Regions from separate parts of the Macaca mulatta genome. Here region 1 is linked to region 2. A link is a contact called in public Hi-C data. All regions are on one chromosome and are shown on one strand. The core of a region is the stretch at or near the end of the contact, and the rest is flanking DNA. Distances in the headings are between cores, read along the strand shown. Region 1 holds the start of JADE2 (jade family PHD finger 2). Region 2 holds the start of UBE2B (ubiquitin conjugating enzyme E2 B).

Region 1 (6,884 bases), core at 3,585-6,084, 150 kb before region 2:
CATTTTGGATGGGAAAACATTCTGGAAACATTTGCTGCATCCTGAGCCCAAACAACTCTATCCTTAAACACTTCATCTCCAAAAGTGCTGGGGGGACCCTTGGCCAAACAGTTTCAAAACCAACATTCACTGCAAGTCCTGCTGCCTGGGGCGAGGACTTCCCTCTGTGAGGCATTTGCTGCAGAACCAAATGCTTTTCCACTCAAAACAACAGCCAACAGCACTTGGGACAACCTAGTGGGCTCCAGATCAAACAAACATCCCTTTTTTCCCCTACCATGCAAACTTGCTCAATAAATTATTCGCCCACTTCGGATCAAAGCCTGTTTTTGCAGCCTGTGACCCAAAAAGCAAATAGCATCTCTTAAACATGAAAGCCCTCCTCCCTGCCTGGGTCAGCTTTATTACTCATTCCTTCCCCCTTACAGTTATTCTGTTGTTATTTTCCTCCTCTGCTTGTTAGATGGCTCTGCGAGTCCCAACCCGTCTAAGGAAGATGGGACAAGACGGATGGTGCGTTCATCTGGGGCCCTAAGGTGAGAAAGAAAGTCAGAGTAGGGGAGAAGCCTGGGAACCCAGGAAACAAAGCCAGGCCCGGTTGGCAGCTCCATGCTCAGTCCTTTTGCCAAATGTCCTACTGGGAATTTTACCAGTGAAGGCAGGGAGTTAATGCCACTCCGAGAGGAGGGGCCAGGCGGCTCTACCACCTCCCAGACCCAGGACTCAGTTTGCAGACATAAATGTTCAGGGGGCGTCCGGACGGCTTGTCTGGGATCAGAGCTCAAGGGTCCTCCTTCCAACAAAGGCATGGCAGCAGGTCCCACTCAGCCCCTTCCTAGCTGCTTTGGAACCGCTCTGAATGGAAACATGACACCTCTCGATGACCCCCTACAAACTCTGACCAGGGATAAAACTTTGTGCCTCAGGATCCTGCAGAAGATGAGCCAGGGGTGCTAGACGCAGTGGCGAGGTTTGGAAATCTGCAGACCAGAATCGCCGGCCGCAGTGTGCCTTCGGCATAGGGCAAAGACACCCAGTGACCCTTCACCTCCCCCAGCCTCCAGCAAGAGGCCAGCAGCCAAGCTGGTAAAAAAGTGCCCAGGCCAGCGGCAGCGGCTGAGGGGATTGGGAGGAGAGTTGCGCGCGCCTCCAGCCCGCCCCTGGAGGCAGTCCGCGGGACCGCAGGCTGGAGGCGCGCCGGCGTGATTCCGACCGCGGGAGCCGGGAGGAGGAGCCGGAGGAGGCTGCGGGGGGCTCCGGCCCAGGCGAAGGAAGGGCAAGAGGCTGTTCGGACCGGGGGCGGCGCCGGGAGGTGGGTGGGCTTGACACCCAGGTCGGGGGAGGGGTTTAAGAGACGCCGGGAAGGGCAGCCGAGCCCTGGGGCGGGTGGGGTGGTAGCTGTGTGTAGTAGGGGACAGGGCTGGGCCTCTGGAAGCTACAGTGAAGCCTTCCTGGCTGTCTCGCAGGCATCCCCATCCTCCGGCAGAACAGCTGCGAATCGCCAAGTTGACCCCTCATCCCTTCGCCGAGAGGAGAGGGTGTCTCAGGACCCAGGGATGGGCGGGAAGAAACCATGGGGAGCCACAAGTCTGCACCCAGGCGGGGAAGAGGCGGGCGGGCGCCGCTCCGCAGGCGCAGGCGAGTGGGTGGGAAGAAGGGAGGGAGAGGGAGGAAGGAGGTGAGGCCGGGAAGATGCCACTGCCGGGGGCGGGGCGGGGCCGGGGATCCGGCAGAGGGACTGCAGCAGCGCTTGGTGGGGGCGGGGGCTGCAATGTCACTCATTTGAGAGTCAGGTGTATGCGTCCCAAACGGGGTCCGCCACAAGCCGGCATCTTCCTGGTACCACCCAGGGTGCAGGGCCCGAGGCAGAGGGCAGGGGACTGCGGATCCGTCCCTGAAGCGGGACGCGAACCGGCAGAGTTGGGAGAAGGTAAACAAGGGCCACGCCCCCTGCCGTCGCCCCGCGGGCGCGCACCCGCCGCTCCGGCCGCCGCCGGTACATTTCCACTCTCCCAGCGCCTCTCCCCAGCTGGACTCCCGCGCGGCCCCGGAGGTGGAGGCTGCCCCCGACCCCAGTCCTCACCCCTGGCGCCGAGGCTCCGCACCCTCCACACTCACCTGTAAAGGGTGTCCCCCGCCCCTCCAAAAAAAACTGTCTAATTTGTGCAGAGCCTCCAACCCCAGGAGCCGAGCATGCTGCCCCCGCGTGCAGCACCCGCGTGCACCGGGCCCGGAGAGGGGGCGACAGGGCGGAGGCGGTGGCCCCCGGAAGGTGCCTGGGACCGGACCGGCTGCACGTGAGCCCAGCGCGAGGTCATGTGCACCGGCTCAGCCCGGTTCGGCGCCCGGACGTGCTGCGTATCAACAAAATGAAACTCGGGGAGACAGGAGGGCAGAGAGCTCCAGGTTCTCAGAGCCCCCGCCCCGGCTGCTCGACCTCCCCACCGTACCCATCTCCCGCCGCAGCCCCTACGCCCGACCGGAGCCCGCGGGGCAAGTTGCAGCCCTGACGCGCCCCCGCCCGCCCGCGCCCCCTCGCCGGCCCGGGGGCGCTTTGCCGCAGTCATTAATAAAGAAGGTCGCCAAGCTCACCCTTCCAAAAGTTGTTGTTGCATGCGCCCCTCTCAGCCTCCCCGCACTGTACTCTTTAAAACACGACTGACCAACATGCGCAATCTCTCTCCCCTGTGCTGTGCATCCCCCCCCCCCCTCCGCGCTGGCTTCCTAGAACAGGCAGCCAGCAGGAGAGAGAGGGAGCGAGCGAGCAAGAGAGAGCGAGGGAGCGAAGAGCGCTGGCAGATCTGTTGCAAAAACACCAAATAACGTCGTGGAGATGCGCAGGGCCCATCCGCCGGGGGCTGGATCTTACCTTGCTTCGCGGTGCCCCCCTGACTGGCGCTGCCCTCGGCTACGCGCCGCTGCAGGGACCGGCGCGGGAAGGATGCTCCCGAAGCCGGGAGCTCCTGGGGCCGGCGCGGGAGGGCGGGGGGCGCGCATCCATCCGGGGTCGCGGCGAGGGAGGCGGCCGGGCCCGCGGCGTCCCCGGCCCCACGCCCCCCGCCGGGGACTGTCGGCCCGCCGGACCTGAGCCGGTGCCGCTAGGAGTGGGCGCAAAGTAACTCCATGGACGCTACTCACCCCCCCAAAAAATAGCCTCCAACTGCGATGGCCGCGGTCGGCACCATTCACCAACCCCCTGTGTATGTTTCTGTTTCTTTTTAAACCAAGACTTCCTTGTGATCTCTTTAGAAAAAAAAAAAATGTGTTGGGGTGGGGGTGGGGTGGGGGCGGGCAGGAGGAGCGAGGGAGGGGGAGTAGCCACTTTTTTCTTATTCACTCGGATCTCCGTTCCCGACACCCCCGTCGCCGCCCCCCACCCCCCCGCCCAGTTGTTTGGCTCCGGCGGGGAGTCCAGGTAGCGTTGCGGGCCCCGTGGGGGGAGGGTGCCCTGCCTCACCGCCCCCACCACCACGCCTGGCGGCACCCTGGGCCCGGACTCCCTATGGACTCTGGGGCGCCCCCAGCCCGCCCTGTCCCCAGGGCCGGGCCCGAGCGGCGGCTGCGCCCGTGCAAGTCCCATCAGGTCTGCTCACACTTCACACACTCACACACATACCCCGCCCCTCCACTCTTTCACTCACACTTTCTGCTCACACCCCGCCCCCTACGCGCCCCAGACCCGGGCGGCGCCCCCCGCAACCTTAAAAAAAAAAAAAAAAAAAAGCAAGCTTATACTTAAAAAAATCTTTTGGCGCCATATTAATGACGTACTTAAAATTTGCCATTTCTCCCTGCGTCAAAAAGACGTTTCTTTGCAAATAACAGCCTGGAGGCGACACTCGCGGAGGGAACGAGGTTTGCACTGAGCACCCCGCCCCCCGGGGCCCTCCAGCGCTGGAAGACCCTCGCCCTAGGCCCTGCTTCTGAATCGCTGGTTTTAAAATGCGAATCGAATAAATCGCGTGGCGTTTTGCAGCGCCAGAAGTGAGCAGAAAGTGCTGGCAGGAGGGGAGTGGAGGGGCGCACGCGAGTCTTGGGGAGGGGGCGCGGCCCTCCTCCCCGCACCCACTCCAAATGGAAAACTAACATTCCGGGCGGGGTAACTTGAAATTGTAGGCGACCTCAAGAAAAGAGGGGCGGTCCGTAGAGAGGGTCCCCATTGGGCTCGTCGCCCCCTCCCCCCTCCCGACTGCCTCCTGGCGCCTAGCGCTGCCCCGCATTTCCGGGGGGTGGAGAAGGCAGTGATGGGTGGGTGGGTGGCTGGTTGCACATCCTGGCCCCAGTAGGATTTTGCCCCGGGGCGACCCCTTCCTCCTTGCTCTTCCTTCCCATTACCCCGAAAGGGTTAAAAACCGAGGGGTAACTTCCAAAGGCTGGCACATGGCGAGGAAGCGGGGCGCCCCTCTCCCCACCCTTCGTCTCCTCGCCCCTCCTCCTCCGGCTCCACTTCCCGACTTGACCTTGTGGTGCACAAACAGTGCGCTCGGATCCTCGCAGTTTCTGGAAGAAGAGCCTGCGCTCGCCAGGCGGGCGGGCTCTCGGGCTGCTAGCCGGCGGTGGCGGGGCCTTGGGTCTGTTCCCGGAGCCGCGGGCCACACCCACCCAACCCGCTGCGCCCGCCGAGTTCACCTTCTCTCGAGGAAGGAGAAGGACTGGCCTCCTGGTCGGGGAGGAATCGGGGGTCAGGCTTCAACCTCCTCGGAATGCCTCTGACTGGGGAGGGGGTGGTGTGGCCTCGGGAGGAGGTTGTGGGGAGCCTGGCCCAACATCCCCAAAGCATCGTGGCCAACTTTTTCTTCCCCCTCATGCTCGGCTGCCCCTCAAAGATTATCCAATAATTTTTCAGCTCACCTTTGGCTTTGAAGGCATGTGGGTGAGTTTTGAATGGACACCAGACTTGCCTTCCCTCTCCAAGACTGAAGATTGTTTATTCTTCCTTACCCCTCCACCCCCTTCCATGGGAAGATAAATATTCAATTTACATAAGATGACATTTATGTGACAATTAAGAAGATTCCCCGATGGAATGTTGTGAACACATTTGCTTATAGGAGAAATAAATCTAATAATAAACAAACTCATAATAACAGCACAAATCCTTTGACAGGGCGGATTGTCTACCCAACAAAGAGGGAGATGATGGATGCTGAAATAAGCAGTTTTTGCAACAAGAAAGAAATATGAGCTCAGAGTCACTGCAACATTTCCTCTTCCTTGGCCTTCATTCACAAAGTCTGAGGATAATTGTCTGGCAAGGGGATGGTCTGGGTATTACCTCCCAAGTAGACCTGGCTGTGGCTCTCAGTGGTCAATTGGTGGGATTTTTCCCTAGCCAAGTTCAGAGCCTGGAAACAGGTGTTGCAGACTTGGAGTGTGCAACAAAATGGTTAAATACTTAGGTTCTAATCCTGGCTTTGCATTTTGGAAGTTGTGTGATGTGGGCAAGTGAATTCATCTCCCTGAATCTCTTTTTCCTTTTGGGTAGAATGGGGTGGTTGGAGGGTTGCTGAGGCCATGTGTGCACATATACATATATGTATGTATGTACATATACATGTGGTATGTGTAAAGCAGCAGCTGGCACAGGGTGCATAGTGCTCATTAGCACTTTGCCTGGTACCTAAGTGGGGTTTTTCTTGGAAGGGTGAAATTGTTCTCTGAAGCTTGATGGTCAAGGTCCAGGTGTCCATTCTGGGGTGGGAGTGAGGGTACCAGTTTACAGTGGTGCAGTCTAAAGAGATGACCTCCAGAGATGAATGAGGAAGGGGTGACCATTTAAAGTGCACCTGCCGTGTACTGGTGATTTTGTAAGCTATTCCATCTCATCCTCCCGCAAACCCCTTCTTACCTGTTCAGAAAGGTTTAGTAACTTACCGCAGCCATACGGCTAGTAAGTGCTGGCAGAATTGGCTCCTAGGTCTAGCTGACCTTGAGACCTACGTGGTTTCTATTTTACCACACTGCCAGAAAGAAAAAGTATTACTATTATTGGTTTGATTGGGGATGGGGGGATCTGACTGCTGTCTTGGCAAGAAGAATTTTATGAGCGGCACTTTGCTTCTGAGGTGGTTCCCTGACTTGGGGTGAGACCCAGGCCTTCTAATGAGCCCTTGAAAATACCTCTTGCTTAGGACTATCAAAACCCTTGGATTCCCACAGCTCTGTGCTGCTGTTTAAGGTTAACCTTGGAAGCTTTAACAGAATGATAACGATAAAGCTAATTGTAACTCCTTAATCTTTATTAAAAGTCTCACAAATCATTCATTAACTTTTTTTTTCCCCCTTTTTCCACAATCTCTACTTTGGATGTAATCATTCATTAACTTTTTACAGGAAAGAAATGAGAAGAAACAGAGTTCTTGAGATGTAATCCTTCGTTTTTCTCAACAAGCCTCCCGTATGCCAGGCACCATTCTTGGTGTTGGGGACACAGCACACACACACACACAAATAAGTAAATAAATAAAATAAACAAATGAGGGGTGGGGCAGGGAGAGCATCAGAAAAAATAGCTAATGCATGCTGGGCTTAATACCCAGGTGATGGGATGATCTGTGCAGCAAAACCACCACGGCACATGCTTACCTATGTAACAAACCTGCACATCCTGCACATGTATCCCAGAACTTAAAAAAAAAAAAAGAAAGGTAAAAATGTTAGCTGCTAGAGTGAGCAGGTTATTAAAATTGGACATGATTTTATTCTAAACTCCAAAATATAAAAATATATATTATGCTTGAAAGTGATTAAGTGCTGTGGAGAAACTCTTAAGTAGGAAAGGGTGATACACAATGTGGGAGTGCAGTTTTAAATAAAATAGGGAAGTTCTCACCGAGAAGACAGTCTTTGAGAAAAGGAGGTAAAGAAGTGAACTGTATGTGGGA
Region 2 (6,953 bases), core at 1,560-4,059:
AATTTATCTTGCAGTTTTAGTCCTTAAGATCTCTCATTCTACCTCAGTTTCTTTTCCTAGACAGTTGTTATATGTTCACTTTTCTTAAAGATTCAGCACACACCTATTATTTGTTAAACCTTTCAACTCACCCAAATATAACTGCATTCCACTGCATGATGTTGTTTTCAGATGGTGCGCCACTGACACCCACAGGTGGGTCCTCTTGTAACCTAGAAATCCAGCGTTGTAATTTAAAAAGTTGAACATTAAGGCCACTAAGGAGGCCACATAAACACCTACAGACACTACACCATCTATTTTGAGACACAGACTAACTCCATTTCCTTGTTATTGTGAACTAAAATGAACCATATGACTTAGATATATTAACCAGGTATATATACTTATTAAATACCTCTCCAAATTACCTAAAAATCCGAAGGGCTTGAGAATCATCCCTCTTTCAATATTATCAAGAGTATCTCTTCAAGAATTGATGTATATAGACTGTCCTCTTATACCAAAAAAAGTTTAAAACCTCAAAAGCAAGTAATATTTTTACAGAACCATTGATTTTGCTGCTCTAAACATGCAAAGACTGTGTATCCTAACCACGGCTACTTCTGCAAAATGGCTACAAGAAAAAAAAAAAAAAGCAAACCTCAGTGTAAACACGAAATGACTGAAAACACATTAAATTTAACTAGGAAACTAGTATTAGGCAGCAGATTTACTCTATCCCTTTTGCTTCAAACAGCAATGGCTTTAAAAAGTAATCAGTAGGTTTTCCGCCAGTCCCTATTTTAAAGGCTCTGCACTAACATCAAATCTACCTCTCAAATCAGGAGACTCAATACAAGGCTTTCCCACATTCGTCATAGTCAAATTCTTGTAACCTATAGATCTCTGGAAAACTACAAAAGGTGCCATGTATTCAACTCAGAATTAAGCAGAGCATTACAGTAAGGAGCCAGGGCGACAATGACATGAACTAGTTTACTATCTGAATTTTAGTCATGAGTGCTAATCAGATACACTGATTTCAAGCTTTAGAAAAATGACTTTTGCACCAAAAAGGGCATCTCCTTTCAGAGACTGTAACCTCAATTTAAAAATGCTACATTATACACACTCACAAATACATATGGAGTTGTTTTCATGGGGCATCATAATTTGCAACTAGTCCACATAAAAAAAAAGGTTTTTAGTCAATCTCAAGCAAATTAGGCCACCACAAACAGAAGCCTTAGAAGAACTGCACTGCTTGACGCCTACCTTTAAATGGCTAAGAGAAGCTACGAATGAATTAAATAAGTTGGCCAAATCCAAATGCCTCACATAGGCTTTATAATAGCTGAGAGGTGACTTCCTGAGCGACAAATCTATGTTTTTATGCTATTTTGTTCAATTAGGGTAGGTGTCCCCAGAAAAAATTTTAAGAAAAATGTGCAGAATATCAAAATGTTTTCTCACTTATTTTGTTTTTTCTACGTTATTTTGTTTTTTCTACGTCTCTAAGTATCCAATAAAAGGTAAACTAACGGAATAATCATTTTCTTCCTCACAACCCCAATACCTCCTAACAAAACCCTATTTTATTTACCAAAGAAGGCCCAGGGAGTATCAAATTAGCGCCAGTCTAAGGGAAGGCATTTTTCCAGACTCGGGAGGCTATAGATAGGGCTTTCTTCACCAGCCAGATCTGAGTTCCAGAAGGCACTGGCAGCCGGGGTGGCCAGCTCTAAGGTCCCAGATCTCTAAGTCAGTTCCCAAGGTCTTTTCAGGCGGGCGGGGACAGAGTCGGGTTTCGGGGGATGGGTTAACCTCCGAGCCTCACGCACTGGACCCCACCCTCACGGCAGAAATGGAAAGGACTGGCGGGGGTGGGGGGCTGGGGAGGTTCACCCCAACCCGGCTCCTCGGAGAAGACTGAGGGGCCTTGAAACAAAGCTGACTGGTGCTGCCGGAGAAGAACAAGCTCCCGCGGGAGCTCACTTTGAGGGGACAAGAAAGGGTCTCCGCAGGGTGCAGGGGCGGGAGGATGATGTCTGATCCCCGTCTGATCCCCTGGACGAGACCCCGGGCAGCTGGCCGAAATGGGCAGCGGGGAACCCTAGACCAGTCGATCGACATCGTTTTACTTTTTGGGGGGAGGGGAAGCAGTATCGAAATTTCTTCGGGCGCCAGAGCGAGCGGCAAGGATAAGGAGAGTAGGGGCCGAGGTAGGACCCGGCTTCCGCCAGTCCCCCTGGGCCCACAGCCGACCCTCTGAGGGTCACAAGGGGAAGGTGTCCGGGATCCACGCCCTGCAGCCCCGCAGCTTTGAGAGGCCGTCATCTATGCGAAGCTGAAGGCCCTTACCGCTTGAAATCCCGCATAAGCCTCCTTCGGGCCGGGGTCGACATGCTCCGCAGCTGCCCCGCGGTCAGTCTGAAAGAAAAGAGTCCCGCGCAGCCCCCCCACCCCCCGGCGCGGCGGCCGAATCACTGTGGATCGCCGCTGCCGCCGCCGCCGCCGCCGCCGCCGCCAAGACTGACAAACAACCCTGCAATGACGTCTCCCTCCGCCGCCTCCGGATCCCTCCGCCCTCCGCCGCTACCACAGAGTGAGTGCTGGGGGAGGAGGGGGCGGGACGGGGGAGCGCGCGTTCCCTGAGCCCTTCAGCGGGGCGTGGTTCTTCCTGGGCTTCCTGAAGTGATCGACAAATTTGTGTTCTCTGTGTTCAGACTAGAGGTTGTGGATTCAGAGACCACGAAACCGACACACTATCCTGTCTGCCTCCCCGTCTCTAGTTTAGGCTCGGCGGGGTGGAGAAAGAAGGACGTATCCGGGCCAGGGATTTCAGGGAAAGGAGGTGGGATGATGTAAGATCACGTGACTGCCCGCGGCCTTGTCAACAATCCACCCCTGAGGGGGAGGGGGAGAAGTATCTAGAACCACGTGTCCCTGTGACGCGTTTAGAACGGGTCACGTGAGAGCCTCGCCTGGATGTGAGTTTCGGCCAGGTCTGTGAAGCGGGTCTAAGAGGGTGAGGGCTGGATACACCTTTATTAGTTGTTTTCGGTTTATCACAGGTATAGAGACATTACCCAAGAGGTCGTGGGAGGATCAACAGCTTGTTTTGTTTTCTTTAAACCGGGACCAAAAATAACTCCCCTCTGGTTGGTTCAGTGGCTTATGAACTCTGGTACTTGGGGCAAGAAGAGAGAGGATCGCAAGATCTTCTAAGGCAGCATTGAATACTGAGGGCCACACAACAATCTCCTGAAATGGTTCCTTGAAGCTACCAAATAGTCTTTCTGCTTTGCAGTGGGGTTTCTAGTATTGGAAATTCTGGGCAAACATTAAAGGATGGTGTATTATGCAGTTTTTCCTTTCTGGGTCTGCTTTCAATTGAAGATATGTGTCAGAGTCCGGGGACTTGCCTATGGGGGGGAGTACCATTGTATTTTTAAGAATGTGGGGGTGCAGTCTTCCAAGCATATCAATGAGTGGTTGGTTGTCAAAGAAACCTACAAATATGATTCATATGTGGGGGAGAGCTCCAGCAGACCTGAGTGAGGGTTATCTATCCAGCCTGAGACAACTTCAGGTTTTTTACACTAGCAAGAAAGGTGCAAATGGGCGAGAAGTGCCCCCCCACCACCAGGGGGTTCAGAGGTGTTGACCTCCCACAGACCTTGAATATTTTTTGTAGTTACTGTCTTTCCCTGTATTGCTGCTAATTCCTACTTTCAGGACTTTGTTATACTAAGGACTCTGAGTACTTTTGTATCCATTTGGGGAATTGTTCGGTTCAACAGGTAAAGGGAGGGTGGAATGAGGACCTTAGCATTGCCTCAACCTTGCCCCTAGTTCTATGGAAGCAGAGTTAACTTTTCCGACTTTCCTTGTACCTCTTTCTTCAAACCCTGAATTCTCTCAGCTTCCAGTGACTGCCTTAGTGATCAAGTTAGCCAGGCCTAACTCTTGATAGGTCCTGTTAGACATTCACAATGTGTTTTCTAAGTTAAAAGCTGAATATTCTTAATGTTTTTGCTTTTCTGCCATTGCAGTCCTAACCCTTCCAATAGCAAAGGAGGAAGACACACAGGCAGGGTTACATGGAGAAAAATGGTAAATAGAAACTATATCTTAAAAATATCCCTCATGAGCTGGGGCATTAGCTCATGCCTGTAATCCTAACACTTTGGGAGGCCAGGAGTTGAAGACCAGCCTGGGCAACATAGGAGATCCTGTCTCTGTGCACACGAGTAGCCCCAGCAACTCAGGAGGCTGAGGCAGAAGAATCGTTTGAGCTGCAGTAAGCCATCATCATGCCACTGAGACCCTGTCTCAAACCCTGCAACAACCAAAAAACCCTTATAATTTATCAGTCTAGGCAGTCACTGAAAGCAGAGACAGAATTCAGGGTTTGAAAAAAGGGAGGTACAAGGAAAGTGGGAAAAGTTAACCCTTTCTGGTTCCATGGAACTATGGGCAAGATTAGGGCAATGCTGAGGTCCTTCTCCTACCTCCCTTTCCTTGTTGAGCTGAAGAATGGATACAAAAGTGCTGAGTCCTCCTGACGCACCAACAAAGTCCTAAAGATGGGAACTGGAGGCAATGGAATTTAGGAATTCCGTGACTACAGGGATTTATAATTGTTTCGGAAACAGTTTAAATTTTCCAAAATGAATTAACACTTTTAACTAATTCAGTGCATGTGCATCATAAAGTCTTACAGCTGTGTATTAGCAAGAATCACTGGCTGTTCTGGTTAACCAGGCCTGCCATAACCTACTTGTAGAAGGAATAATTTTAAAGCTATTAATTGTATGCTGTTATCAATTCTGTAGCTCTGGATTATGAGTTCATTGAGGGCAGGGACTGAGTTTGGTTCATCTTTGTCCTGGGCAATGTTTTTTTATTTTTTGAGACAGAGTCTTGCTCTGTCACCCAGGCTGGAGTGCAGTGGTGTGAAGAGGGCTCACTGCAGCCTTGACCTTCCAGGCTCAAGCAATTCTCCTTCAGTTGCCCAAGGAGCACAGGTGTGCACCACCACACCCGGCTAATTTTTTGTAGAGACGGGGTTTTGCCCTGTTGCTCAGGCTGGTCTGGAACTCCTGGGCTCAAGTGATTTGCCCACCTTGGCTTCCCTCGGATTACAGGTGTGAGCCACTGTGCGCAGCCTCCTTGCAAATATTTTGCCCACAGCAAATAATATGCTTACACGAAGTTTGAACCCACTATAAGATTTACTATGACATTCTTATTTATAGAAGGTGTTTTATATTGTGGTTGAATAACATTCTCTTTTTTTTTTTTTTTTTTTTGAGACGGAGTCTCACTGTCACCCAGGCTGGAGTGCAGTGGGGCGATCTCGGCTCACTGCAAGCTCCGCCTCCCGGATTCACACCATTCTCCTGCCTCAGTCTCCTGAGTAGCTGGGACTACTGGCGCCCACAACCGCGCCCGGCTAATTTTTTGTATTTTTTAGTAGAGACAGGGTTTCACCGTGTTAGCCAGGATGGTCTCCATCTCTTGACCTCGTGATCCGCCCGCCTCGGCCTCCCACAGTGTTCAATTACAGGCGTGAGCCACCGCATCCTGCTGAATAACTTTCAAATAAGACAATTCTGAATATTTTAGGTGATCAGTGAAAACGATGACCACTTCTCCTTTCTCTCAATATAAACCGTAGCAGCATAGAAAACTTGAGAAGCTTCAAACATACTAATTTATTTACCCTATCTCAATTAAGTCAGGCTCTCTGGTGTTGGGGCGGGGGTGTGGATGTGGGAGTTGGGAGTTGCTTTCTAAAAGCTCTCCAAGTGTGATTTAAATATGCATGCTGGGGCGGTACCCACCGGACTAGAATTTATTAAGTATTGCCTTTTCTCTTATTTAGTGGAAGCATGGCGAGATTTCGCTTTTTACATTTAACTCATTTTATAGAAAAAAAGCAAAGAAAGCCCTATTCAATAAAGAAAGCACTCCCTAGGCACTTGCTCTAGTGATACGGTGGTTATTCATTAGGGACTGTCACTCCAGCTGAACTCTATGTCTACTTAAGCAGTTAAACACTGGCCTCTTTATTTCTGCGCTCTTGTACATCATTTCGTATATGGTGGAACCCTTCGAATTACTTGCTTCCCTAGAGTTTGACACGTGGTGAGGGAGTTTTTTTCCTTTAAAAAACAGCAGTTGGAAAAAATTTAAAGGCGTATGGCAGGTGTTCAAGAAAAGTTTTTAAGAACCATCTTGACCGGGCGCGGTGGCTTAAGCGTGTAATCCCAGCACTTTGGAAGCCTGAGGCAGGCGGATCACCTGAGGTCAGGAATTCGAGACCAGCCTGGCCAACATAGTAGAAACCCGGTCTCTACTAAATATACAAAGCCGGGCGTGGTGGCGCACGCCTGTAATCCCAGCTTCTCGGGAGGATGAGGCAGGAAAGTCACTTGAACCCGGGAGAAGGAGGTTGCAGTGAGCCGAGATCGGCGCCACTGCACAATTCTCTCAAAAAAGCAAACAACAAAAAAAGGCAGACCCTCCCTATCCCCATTCAAAAGCAACGTTGTGAGGAGGCTCAGCTGTGACAGCGACCTGTACTCCCCGCCCCCATTCCCAAGCGCAGCACTCTTCCACCCTCTGCCTACCCAGAGCAGGTTTCCGTTTCTTCTCACTTCCCCTTCCGGGTCAGGACCCTGCCCATGTTCCGGTCTTGCGCACGAGGGCTAGAACGCAGCAACTCTGCTGGCGTTTCCATGGTAGCGAGTGGCCTGATCTTTGCGGGGCTAAGCAACGAAGTAGTATCAGAGTTCCGTAGCCCCACTGGAACTACGCAGAGCCAGGCCAGCGGGACCACAGAATGGGCTGAGGCGGCGGCTCTTTGGATAAAGTCGACAGCGGGACGTGGGGCGTGACGCCGGTCCGGCATCCTAAGACGTCTGGTTTGAGTTGCGGGCGGGATCAGGCTTTTTTTAGGACCT

Evidence for each region. Hi-C and Micro-C count contacts between places; a contact is called where the count stands out from the background.
Region 1: a Hi-C map of blood shows a contact between it and region 2, with 5 times the contacts expected there. The contact joins the promoter of JADE2 here to the promoter of UBE2B in region 2. A contact is called at or near these places in 2 of 14 Hi-C or Micro-C datasets (blood and liver).

What each region holds. Positions count from the first base shown.
Region 1 is chr6:143,439,108-143,445,991 of T2T-MMU8v2.0, reverse strand. It overlaps JADE2 (jade family PHD finger 2), which reads right to left and starts at 4,834. Exons shown (of 12, transcript XM_015140936.3): 1 at 4,461-4,834. LOC144341290 reads left to right here. Exons shown (of 5, transcript XM_078004368.1): 3 at 1,136-1,312; 4 at 1,467-1,638; 5 at 2,170-2,602. The coding sequence ends at 2,510.
Region 2 is chr6:143,287,383-143,294,335 of T2T-MMU8v2.0, reverse strand. It overlaps UBE2B (ubiquitin conjugating enzyme E2 B), which reads right to left and starts at 2,809. Exons shown (of 6, transcript NM_001194433.3): 1 at 2,344-2,809; 2 at 132-212. The coding sequence starts at 2,387. It overlaps CDKL3 (cyclin dependent kinase like 3), which reads left to right and starts at 2,483. Exons shown (of 11, transcript XM_078005208.1): 1 at 2,483-2,587.